3 separate regions of the Mus musculus genome follow, and all the other regions are linked to region 2. Evidence: chromatin contacts called from public Hi-C data. All regions are on one chromosome and are shown on one strand. Each heading gives the region's core, a stretch centred on a gene start, on an enhancer-like site or on the middle of the called end of the contact. The rest is flanking DNA. Distances are from core to core; before and after follow the strand shown.

Evidence for each region. Hi-C and Micro-C count contacts between places; a contact is called where the count stands out from the background.
Region 1: a Hi-C map of liver shows a contact between it and region 2, with 2.5 times the contacts expected there. The contact joins the enhancer-like site here to the promoter of 1600002D24Rik in region 2. A contact is called at or near these places in 3 of 484 Hi-C or Micro-C datasets (bone marrow-derived macrophages, liver and ventral hippocampal neurons) and 4 of 115 datasets of contacts at active chromatin or transcription factors (the HPC-7 cell line, embryonic stem cells and trophoblast stem cells).
Region 3: a Hi-C map of bone marrow-derived macrophages shows a contact between it and region 2, with 25 read pairs. The contact joins the enhancer-like site here to the promoter of 1600002D24Rik in region 2. A contact is called at or near these places in 7 of 15 datasets of contacts at CTCF or cohesin (the G1E-ER4 cell line, the NIH/3T3 cell line, embryonic stem cells and 3 more), 63 of 484 Hi-C or Micro-C datasets (CD4 T cells, CD8 T cells, the G1E-ER4 cell line and 28 more) and 14 of 115 datasets of contacts at active chromatin or transcription factors (the HPC-7 cell line, astrocytes, embryonic stem cells and 6 more).

Annotation. Positions count from the first base shown.
Region 1 is chr16:95,635,772-95,639,588 of GRCm38.p6, reverse strand. No RefSeq gene overlaps it. Among named protein-coding and RNA genes, the nearest start is that of Gm31845, 30 kb to the left of the region's middle. Within about 2 kb of position 2,223, at least 8 of the 459 cell types and tissues checked have an H3K27ac peak or open chromatin away from gene starts, as enhancers often do. A contact at or near this core is called in liver and trophoblast stem cells, where this site is marked.
Region 2 is chr16:95,927,465-95,931,061 of GRCm38.p6, reverse strand. 1600002D24Rik (RIKEN cDNA 1600002D24 gene) reads left to right here and starts at 1,985. Exons shown (of 4, transcript NR_040484.1): 1 at 1,985-2,046. The region is part of intron 1 of Gm41508 (a long non-coding RNA gene); the gene reads right to left.
Region 3 is chr16:95,609,867-95,613,554 of GRCm38.p6, reverse strand. No RefSeq gene overlaps it. Among named protein-coding and RNA genes, the nearest start is that of Gm31845, 56 kb to the left of the region's middle. Within about 2 kb of position 1,339, at least 23 of the 459 cell types and tissues checked have an H3K27ac peak or open chromatin away from gene starts, as enhancers often do. A contact at or near this core is called in the HL-1 cell line, bone marrow-derived macrophages, granulocyte-monocyte progenitors and 1 more, where this site is marked.

The DNA of each region.
Region 1 (3,817 bases), core at 974-3,473, 290 kb after region 2:
TCAAGAGTTTTGGATAAGGGCCACTCAGCCTGCATAATAATTTCTTGTCCAGGCAACTTATCACATTAACCCTGGGGCAGCCATTTCTTTCTTTCTCTTAAGAAAAAAAGGAATGTATTACTTATTTGTGTGTGTGTTTGTGTGTATGTCTTGTCATCTCTGTGTGTAGACACATATGTATGTTGGTGACCTTGGAGGTTAGAAGAGGGTGTCAGATCAGTGTGGGTGCTGGTTGCTGAATTCTGATACTCAGACAAAATAGCAAGTGCTCTTACTATGGAGCTGTCTTTGCAGTTTCTAACACAGCTTCTTGTCTTGTCACCTTTTGATGGGATCAGCTGTCACCACTTGCATTCCCAGCGAAGTCTGAGAAAGGGGAAAGGGTGTCTGGGATGAGCTTTGAGTCATCCCAGGAACAGGAGCGTAACCTTGTGAGGTAGCTAGATAAAAAAAGAAAAAAATAAAAGAAAGAAAGAAAAAAGAACACCCAGAAGTTCCTATTTAGAAATTTAGATTCTTACATATTCACTTCTTTTTAAAGTAACCTGATTTTATAATTCCACCTGTTTGTGACAAAACCACAGAAGTGACTTAGGCCCAAAACATGGGAGTGAGCAGACTCCTGCTTCTCACCAGCTTCAGAGCCACCAAATGTCCTTGTTGCCACCAGGGCCCCTAAGGTCCCAACTGACCCCCAAGGAGGATTCCTATCGACTGTCTCAGAGCCCACATCACAGACCTGTCAGTTGAGTCCGGGCCCTGTCACTGCCTCCAGGGGCCTGTTGAAATGCGCAGACAAGCTTTGTGTAAAGAGTTCCTAAGCCTTGGGGTCCAGTGGTGTCACTTTACTCAGGAAAACGGGGAAGTGGAGGGCAGGAGGCTGGAGATAAATACTTGAGACACATACCTGGGATGCAGTGACTGGACCCTGAAGCACCAGGATCCAGGAAGCAGGGATGAGCTGATGCGTGGGATGTGAGATACAGTAATGCAAGGGGGGCTAACACTTTCCTCTCCTCCCCTTCCTCCTCTTCTGTCCTACCCTCTTTTCTTCCTCTTTCTTCCTCTCCCTTCCTTCTCTCTCTTCCCTTCCCTCCTTCCTCTGTCTTCCCTTCCCTCCTCTCTCTTCCCCTCCTTCCATCTTCTTTCCTTCTCTCCCTCCTCTCTCCTCTCCTCCTTCCTTCCTCTCTCCTTCTTTCACTCCTCTGTCCTCCCCTCCCTCCTCCCTCATTCCTTTACCCACTCTCTTCTCTTTTCCCTTCTTCCTTCCCTCTTTTCTGCCCTCCTCCCTCCCCCTTTCATTCCTCTCTTTCTCCCTTCCTCTCTGCCTCCCATTTTGGATTTTTTCAAGTTCCCTCTCCCTTACTTCCACCCTATCTGTTGACAAGGGCATTAGCAAGGCAGGGTTCAGGAAGTGTGCCTCTGGGGTACTCATTTGGAGCTTTAACACTTACTGGTTTATGACCTCTGTGCCTTCGGGGAGCAGGAAAGCACACTGCGAAACCCTCTCCCTTCCTTTTGGAACGTGTCTCTGTGACTTCATGACAGAATGTTCTGGCGGGCCGGGGTTGGATTTATGTTCCTTTCAACACCAGGCAGAAAGTATGAAGAATGGGCAGAAATATTCAGCTGTAATGAGTTAGTCTCCATCTTCCTCTTTCCCTCTGAATGCCATTGCTTACGTGTGCTTACGGAGAGGAAGACTGGCTCCTTCTCTGCAGTCATCTGCCCACAGCAATGGAGGTGTGGTGGGCTGAGCGGACAGACAGGTTTTCTGCGCTGATCTGAGAGTGGGTGGGGAATGCACATCTGTAGGCCCGGGAGTGACAGCAACTTGTTGCCACATTGAGTGAGAGACCATCCCAAGCACCGTGAGCTGTTTACTGTGCCCACCTCAGCCAGTAAACACCAGCTAAATGCTCCATCCTGGTCTCAGCTATTCATCTCCCAGAAACCACTGCAGGAGATGTTGGTGTGCTTGGACTTGATAGGTGCACAGTGCAGGCTACTCAAGAAAGCAAAAAGCAAAGCAAAGCAAAGCAAAGCAAAGCAAAACAAAACAAAATAAAACAAAACCAACAAAAAACTAAAAAACAAAAAGACAAACAAAACCCCCAGACCTCCCTTCCTATGGGCATGTGGCCTAATGAGGAAGGGTATGGAGGCAACTGGTCTGTACCAGACTCTGCCCAGGGCAGTCTTTGCCCCTCTCAGCTCACGACAGGTGATGTGCACTCCAGATTCCTGGCCTTTGCTTGGAGGCACTCTAAAGCCTCTGGATACTACCTAGCGGGGTTCCCTTGCTGTTTTGAGTATCCTGTAACATTCTAACTCAATGGACATCATATACTCGGCTGAATTAAGCATCCCTGTAACATGCTAACTCACTAGACATCATATATTCTGCTGGCTTGAGCACCCGTGTAACATGCTAACTCACTGGACATACACTCTCTCTGACTAGTTTCTGACTGTTGATATGACAGGTTATCACAGTTTTAGTGGACTGAAACAACACACATTTATTTCTTTATGGTTTTGGGATTTGAAGTTAAAAACTAAGCCTTGGGAGACCTAGCAAGGTGCGTTTCTGAATTATAGAAGAGAATGAGTTCCCTGTCTTTTCTGTATTCTGAAGGCTGCCTGCCCTCCTAGTTTGTGACATCTGATTCCTCTTTAAAATCCAGCCGTGTAACATATCTGGCTCTCTTAAGCACTCGATCATGCTGGGTTCACTTGGATCGACCAAAGTCCTTGCCTTATCTGCAGGTCAGTGACTGGCAAACGTGGTTGACCTTGGCCTTGGAATCTGGCACACAGGCTCACAAACTCTGAGTATGGGAGGTTAGATGCCCTTAGAGCCTCATGATGCTGCAGCCCCGCTGAGGGTGCATTATTGTCTGTGTCTGCCACACCTTAGCTTCCTGGCTCACCGTAGCCCAGGCTCATGGCTGACTGTCTCACACCTTCACTTCCTTCCTTGTTGGTCTTCTGGGATTGTCTCCCAAATTACCTGCTTGTGCTTTTGCCTCATGGTAGTTTATGCAGAAACCCAAACCCTGCCAAAAGGGAATCCTGCTTTGAGCCCCCAGTCAGTCCAGGGACACCGGTGTATCATCAGCACGTAGTCCATCCATCTATCAGCTCCTCCTACTTTTGCCACTGGTGGTGAGATGAAGGTAACTCCAGGTGAGCTGCTGGCCTTCCAGTGTCACTGGGAAAGAGCAGCTCCTTCCAGGCCTTATGATTGGACGATTGGAGGTCATGTGTTCTTTACAAGATGAAGGAAATCTGAAATGCCCCTTGTTCTATTGCCCTGTATGGTCCAGAATAACTTTACATGTGTTCTGCTAGGAACTCTTTCTGTACGGTCCTGTCTGTGTGTGCGTGTGTGTGAGTATGTGCATGTGCATGGCTGTGCATACCTAGCACAGGATGTCTGAGGGGTTCTTAAGGGACATCTAGGTAGGTGCACTGTGATCACCTCATAGGCTACAAAAACAAGCCCAGAGCCACCCGAAGGAAGAACTGCAGCTGAGCACAGGTTAGCTCTGCCAGAATCTGCCTTGCACCTCCTGATCCTGAGCATACACCCCTGATACGCCCACCCAGGTCTGATATGCCTCAGACTGGACAGGTTGGCAGTGTGGCTCCTCCTTGCTCTAATTAATCCATCGATACAATTGTGGGATGAACCTATTAGTGTGTGTGTGTGAGAGAGAGAGAGAGAGAGAGAGAGAGAGAGTGTGTGTGTGTGTGTGTGTGTGTGTGTGTGTGTGTCTGTGTGTGAGTGTGTGACTGTGTGTGAGTGTGTTCT
Region 2 (3,597 bases), core at 736-3,235:
CATATCCATGCTGCTCCATGTGAGTGATAGGGTGTGTGTCTGTATGTGTATCTGTGTATGTGTGTGTCTGTGTCTGTATATGCGTGTCTCTGTGTGTGTATATATGTATGTGCGTGTGTATATGTATATGCATATGTGTGTCTGTGTGTGTGTATATATGTATGTGTGTGTCTGTATGTGTATCTGTGTGTCTGTATATGTGTGTCTCTGTGTGTGTATATATGTATATGTGTGTGTCTGTATATGTGTGTCTGTGTGTGTGTATATATGTATGTGTGTGTCTGTGTGTGTCTGTATATGTGTGTCTCTCTGTGTGTATATATGTATGTGTGTGTATATATATATATATATGTATGTGTGTGTCTGTGTGTGTATGTCAAAATAACATGGTACATGCTTTCCTTCACTCAAGCTGTTCTGCATCCCTTGGGAATGCCCGATGTGATGGTTTGAATATGCTTGGCCCAGGGAATGGCACTATTACTAAGTGTGTGGCCTTGTTGGAGTAGATGTGTCATTGTGAGGGTGAGCTTTGAGACCCTCATCTTAGTTGCCTGGAAGTGGTATTCTGTTTGCCTTCAGAACAAGAGGTAGAACTCTCAGCTCCTCGAGCCCTATGCCTGCCTGGATGCTGCTCTTCTCCCACCTTGATGATACTGGACTGAACCTCTGAACCCGTAAGCCAGCCCCAATTAAATGTTGTTCTTGTAAGAGTTGCCTTGGTCGTGGGGTCTGTTCACAGCGGTAAACCCTAACTACGACACCAGAGTTCCCTCATGGTTAGTGGGAAGGAGCCAGGTGTGGCGAGGAGAAGCAGGCAGCCTGCTGCACCTGTCAGGTGGGTCCCACCTCCTGCAGATCTGTCAGATCTGTTTTGTGGCTTCCGTGGCTCATGTCGGGACACAGAAACAGAGCATCTTTGCCAAAGACGCCGTCAGGCCACTGTCGTACTCACTGGTCTCCAGTGCCCCAATGTTCAGAAAGGGATTTAGGTGCCATGGCAACAGCGTGTGACCTTTAGGAGGTGGTTCTGCTGGGAGGGCTCCACCCTCGGTGATGGATTAATGCTCCCCAGGAAGTCTGTGGGTTATTTCAACAGTGGGCTGTCAGAACAGAGCTCCTTGGCTCACACCACTTCACCCTCCTGTACACTGTGGTGATCTGAACAAGACATGTCTCCCACAGGCTCATTGCCTGAACACTCAGTCCCCTGCAGGAGCCGCTGCCTGTGGAGATGATGGAACCTGGAGGAGAGGGAGCCTTCTGGAGGAAGTGTGTTACTGGGGCCAGGCTTCGATGGTTTATAGTCTCTCACCCCACTTCCTGTTCCCCTTTCTCTGTTTCCTTTGTATGGATGAAAAATGCAACCAGCTATCTTCCCGCTTGCTGACTGCCCTTCCCTGCCATGAGGATTCTGTCCTTCTGGAGCCATGAGCTAAAACAAGGCCTGCCTTCCTGAAGAGTTTTTGGCCACAGCCAAATACAGCAACAGAAGAATATTAAGTGTGCCTGCTGTTGGTCAGCTTTCGGCAGGATAACAAAGTTTCTCAAGCAATCAACTATAAAAGGCTTGTAGTTCATGTTGCTTGAGTCCTGTGGTTTGCAGGAAGTATCATGGTAGGTGTACATGGGAGGGATTGCATCCCTCAGGGCAGCTGGGAAGAGAGAGAGGTAAAATGAGCCAGGGTCCCCGTTCTCCTTTAAGACACACCCAGAGCCTTAACTTCTTATGCACCAGGAGCTTCCCAGTAGCATCATGTGGTAGGGACCAAGGCTTAATGGACAAGCCTTGGGGAAGGGCTGTGAGTTAGACACCATTACACGCAGTCTCTCTCCTTGGCACGCTATGAGAAGGCCTCCCTGAGGTCCCAGCACCTGTGCTGGACTTAAAGCCTCAAGGAACACAAACGTCAACGTCTGTGCCTGCACGAGCAGGTTTTGCTTTCTCAGAAAGTCTCACAGGCTTCCGTAACTCCTCCCGTTTGCTCTACACATTCAGGCCATTCTGGGAAGAAACCTCGTGTTGCTACACAGAAGACCAGGCAGGTAGACGGCTGCTTCACTTTCCTTTGGTTTCACCACTACACATGTCTGTCTTCTCATAGGAACTCCGGAGAGAGAGAGAGAGAGAGGATGAGGGACAGAGGGACTGAGAGAGCTGGCTCCTGTTTCACCTGTCCCACTTCACCCCCGCCCCCCATGCTTCCCAGTCTGAATGTTTACATTGTGCAACTGTGGCAGGGTCAGGGACTCGCTCAGCCAGCCCCCGGCCTGCGGTTGGAGAGAAGCAAAGTTGTAGATCTTGTTTGCTGTATTTGGTCAAAGGCCACACTTCAAATACCAGATCCTTCACTGGGGCTGAACTGTCGACCTGTGTTGGGTTTCTAATTTGCACTTTCTAGGGAGTCCATGGGGTTATGTGCAATGAGGGGATTAAACTGTTTCACTAGAATCTATTAGTTATGTATAATTACGGGCTCCATGGTGCCACACTGATGCATGTATATAACATATTCTGCTTATCTTGACCTCCATTACCACTCCCTCCTCCTCCTGACCCTCTCCTCTTCCCCACCCACTACGTTTCTGACTCTTCCTTGTTTGTTTTGGTGGCCCAGTGAGTTTTGTTAGGGTTGCTTGCCTACAGGAGCCTAGACGAGAGCTCATTCATCAGGCATGGGCCATGCAACTGAAGGAAACTTCTCCCTTCAGTGATGGGATACTTCTAGTTTTACTTTAAGAAAGTAACTGTTGTAAAATGATTCATGTCAGCTCACCTTAGAAAATATGGATTAATTAAAGGAAAAATATACTCAAGACTCCTAGCCACTCAAATGCACTGCTGATGGCTTGGGTAGGGAACCAACCTGCGTAGATGGTCTTATTATTTATTAGGGCACCTTGTCATGTTTGGTTTTTTATCCTATCATTATTTCAATACAACCTGCCTTTTCATTATATTAAAATTGTAGTGGAGTTAATGTTGACCTCCCATGGACGTGACACCTGGGCCAGAGCTGTCAGCCCTGGTTTACAGATCTGAAGCACAGTGGAGCAGACTTTCTGAGCCTGGGTTTCTGTCTGCGAAATGTACGCTTGATGCTTTTTACTTCTGTGTGTATTCTGCTCAGAAAATTAAATTAGCTACCTTTAAAAAAAAAAAAAAGCTAAAACCTGCTAATTTCTAACAAAAAATGTAGAGTATGCAGATCCAGTGACTACACATGTCCCACTGAGCCTCTTTCACACACACACACACACACACACACACACACACAAGAAACACACACATATAGACACACACACACATAGACACACACACATAGACACACACACATAGACACACACACACATAGACACACACACACATAGACACACACACATAGACACACAGAGACATACCCACTCCCACATACACACACACAGACAGACAGACACATAGACACACACATACACACACAGACACAAACAGACATACTCACCCCCCACATACACACACATATACATACACATACACACACACATACACACACACACACACACACACACACACACGCTCATTTTACTGGAGTTGCAGAGAGTTGTGAGCTCCCAGAT
Region 3 (3,688 bases), core at 90-2,589, 320 kb after region 2:
AGCCTGGAATGTCACCTGTCTGCCTCTTCTTCATTTGCTGTGGGGCAATCTCACCAGCTCAGTGGAAGGGCTTCTATAAAATGACTGGATAAAATTTAAGTTGTTGGGGTGAGCACCCATCCACTATGACTGAAGTTCTTATGCGATGAGAACACTTGGACATAGCAGAGGGAAGAGGCTCAGGAGGAAGCCTTACCCAACAGCCAAGAAAGGGACCTGGGGTAGATGTTACCTCACACAGAAGTCGACCCTGCTGAGACCTTCATCAGAACCCCCACCCTCCAGAACAGGAGATAACTTTGTGTTGTTTCAGCTGCCAGTTGTGACACTTCTTCCTAGCTGTAGTGGAGCAGTATACTCTCTGATGGTACTGAGTAAAATTATACCTGACACACTCACAGCATCACACCTGACACACTCACAGCATCACACCTGACACAGCATCTCACCGGACACACACAGCATTGCACCTGACACACTCACAGATCACACCTGACACACAGCATCACACCGGACACACAGCATCACACCTGATGCACACAGCATCACACCTGACACACTCACAGCATCACACCTGACACACTCACAGCATCACACCTGACACACTCACAGCATCACACCTGACACACTCACTCACAGCATCACACCTGACACACTCACAGCATCACACCTGACACACTCACAGCATCACACCTGACACACAGCATCACACCTGACACACTCACTCACAGCATCACACCTGACACACAGCATCACACCTGACACACTCAGAGCATCACACCTTACACACTCACAGCATCACACCTGACACACTCAAGCATCACACCTGACACACTCAACATCTTTCATCAGCTTAATCACAGGTGCAGAGGACACCATGTCATCTCAACGGAAGTGAAGGACCAGATCTGGTAAAGAATGGGAGAGGTTCCCATCATTTCAACTGCCAAGTCGAGACTGAGGTTTGCTGTAGAAGCTACGAGAGCCGGGCAGCATTCTCTCGCTTTGGAGACACGTGACTCTTCCACAGGAAGTGGGAAATCACCATAGGCCTGGCTCTAGATTCCTCTCTCTCTGTGACGGTTGCAGGGATCACCGAAGCTGTTGGGATTTATTTTCTCTCCAACAAGGGTGTTTCTTACATTTCTCTTTGCTGACTCAGATCTTCCCGCTTTTTGCCTCCACCCCCACTGTAACTTATTAGGTTCTTGTTAAACAAATAAAACACATGCCCGGATTGGGAATTAGAATTTTATGCAACTGTCAAAAATAGCTGCACTGGGAGCAGGGCAGTGACCACAGGAAGTGATTCACTGCCGCCGTCAGCTTCTCTTACCTACAACCCCAGAGAAACAGGAACCGTAAACACTATACTTAGGTGTCACGGAAGGTCACTGCTGCACCTGACCTTGTCAACTGTATCATCTGACAACCGTATAGGACAGAGGAGGAACTCATGGCCATCTAAGGCAAAGAGGCTTGCGGAGGGCCTGGCGCTGTGTCTCAGTGACTATTTCTACCAATGGCGACGTCAATGAAGATGTTTCTCTAATTGTCGTTAAGGCTGCTACATGTATAGACTCTGGGATTTGGTCTGGTTGACATAGATTTTAACTTTAGTTGGCATTCCTACTTTTCGTTTGTGGAGGTGCGAATGGGACCGGTGGTGGTGACAGCATGCATGATTCCACTGGTACCTCTGACCTGCCTCAGTCCATCCGAAAGGACTCTTCATCCTGGGCTAGCTCATTTTACTTGATCTTGGTTGTAGACTCTGTCTGTGTCAGTGCCCTGATGAGGGTGCTTACAGTGTTCTCTGGTGCTTCCCTGATAGGGGCTCATTCACGCTCTCTAGGTCCAGAGAGTCTTCAGTAGCCTTCTGTATTTGATGTTTGGGAAATGGAAGAAAGTTCAAAGGTCATGAACACTGACTCTGAACTTCTTGCCCTACCCCTAACTCCACTGAGACTCAAGACAGGGAAAGAGGACTTCACCTAAGGCATGAAAGTTAGATGATGTGACTCCTTCATGGTTGGTTGAAGTCCATGGATGCTTCTATGGCTCCTCTTAAATTTTCCTTTCTTATCCTTATCTTTAGTATAGAGTATATTGGTGACTCGTCTCGTTGCTGTGATAAAACATATCCAACAAAAGCAACGCAACAAAGGGTTTATTGTGGCTTGCAGTTTGAGGGTAAGGTCTATCATGGAAGTAGGGCTTTGAAGTATCTGGCCACCTTGCATCTACAATAAGGAAGCAGAGAGACCCAAAGGCCAACACCCAGACTGCTTCTCCTCTCTATTCAGCCTAGGGCCGAAGCAGTACTGCCCACAGTTAAGGGGAGCCTTTCCACCTCAGTTATATACATAATCTAGATTATCCTGCATAGGCTTGTCCGGAGGTTAGCCCAGTCTAGATAGTTCCTCACACACGTGGCCAGAGGCTGGCCTCCTGGGTAGCTCCTGTAAGTTGGCAGTCATAATTCACCATCGCGAAGAGCATCTGATGAGTCTGGCGAACCATGAAATGTTAAACGAAGAATATGAACTGAAAGATGATTTCAAAGAGCACCGTAGGAAGAATGTGGAACACGGGATCCAAAAATAAACAGTTTGGACGAGTGTGTTAATGCCTGCTCTTGTCAGGACACAGTGCCTGGCAAGAAGCAAGTTAAGGAAGAAGGTTTTGTTTGGGCTCAAGTTTTGAAGTGAGGCACAGCCGTGGTGGAGGAGGCATGGAGTGAGGATGTCACTATTGGCAGCTGGTCCCATTGCATCTGCATCCAGGATGCAGGGAGACCTGAATGATGGTTTTCACCTCTTCTCCCCTCCCCCCCTTCATTTCATCCCAGAGTCCAGTCCCTGAGACAGTGGCACCCACATTCACACTGAGCCTTCCCTCCTTAGTTAAAGCTCTCTCCCTCTCTCTGGAGACACTCTGGTGGGATCACCCAGAAGTGTAATCTTCCAGGTCCTTTGAAATCCTGTCAGGTTGACAAAGGCTAACCCCCACAGTGGGCAATGGAATCACAACGATTATCAAGAAAAAAATTCATCGAAGGCCATCAAGGGGAAAAAAATGTAAATTGCTTAAAACTTAAGCTCACAGAATGTACAGCATAAGACTGAAACATGTTAGTCAGAGTGAACCCATCAACTGTAGCAAATGTCCTCTCTGGCAGAAATGCCCGGAATGGTAGAGGCTGTGCATGAGGGGAGAGATCATGGGAACTCTGAACCATCCGGTGATTCCAGCACACCTGCTCTATACACATTTGAAAGTTGTAGCTAATTAAACAATAAGACACAAACTCCTGTGCTTCAAAAATTGCTTAAGGTGTTTCAGAAAAGTAATTTGAAAAGGCTAAAGGACTAAAGAAAGGGGGCTATTTCTATTCCATAGACAAAGAACGTATTGTTCTGTTTTGGGTAGTGAAGATCTTGGTTGTTAATAGAACAAAAAAGAAAAATGAGGAGACCCTGGGATCTCTAATAGTGGAGGAGGTGGGAGCAGAAGTCTCCAGGGAGTGAAGAAAATTAACTGAAGGGTCATTGGGAAAGCAGGACTTGAGAGCAGCTTGCCAATAGCCCCGGACGGCCTGTGGGGATAGAAATAGCTTTTATTTCAAGCCTCTCCCCAGCCTAGCCTGGCTCCCTCATCATACTACATTTAGGACTCCAATTTAAAA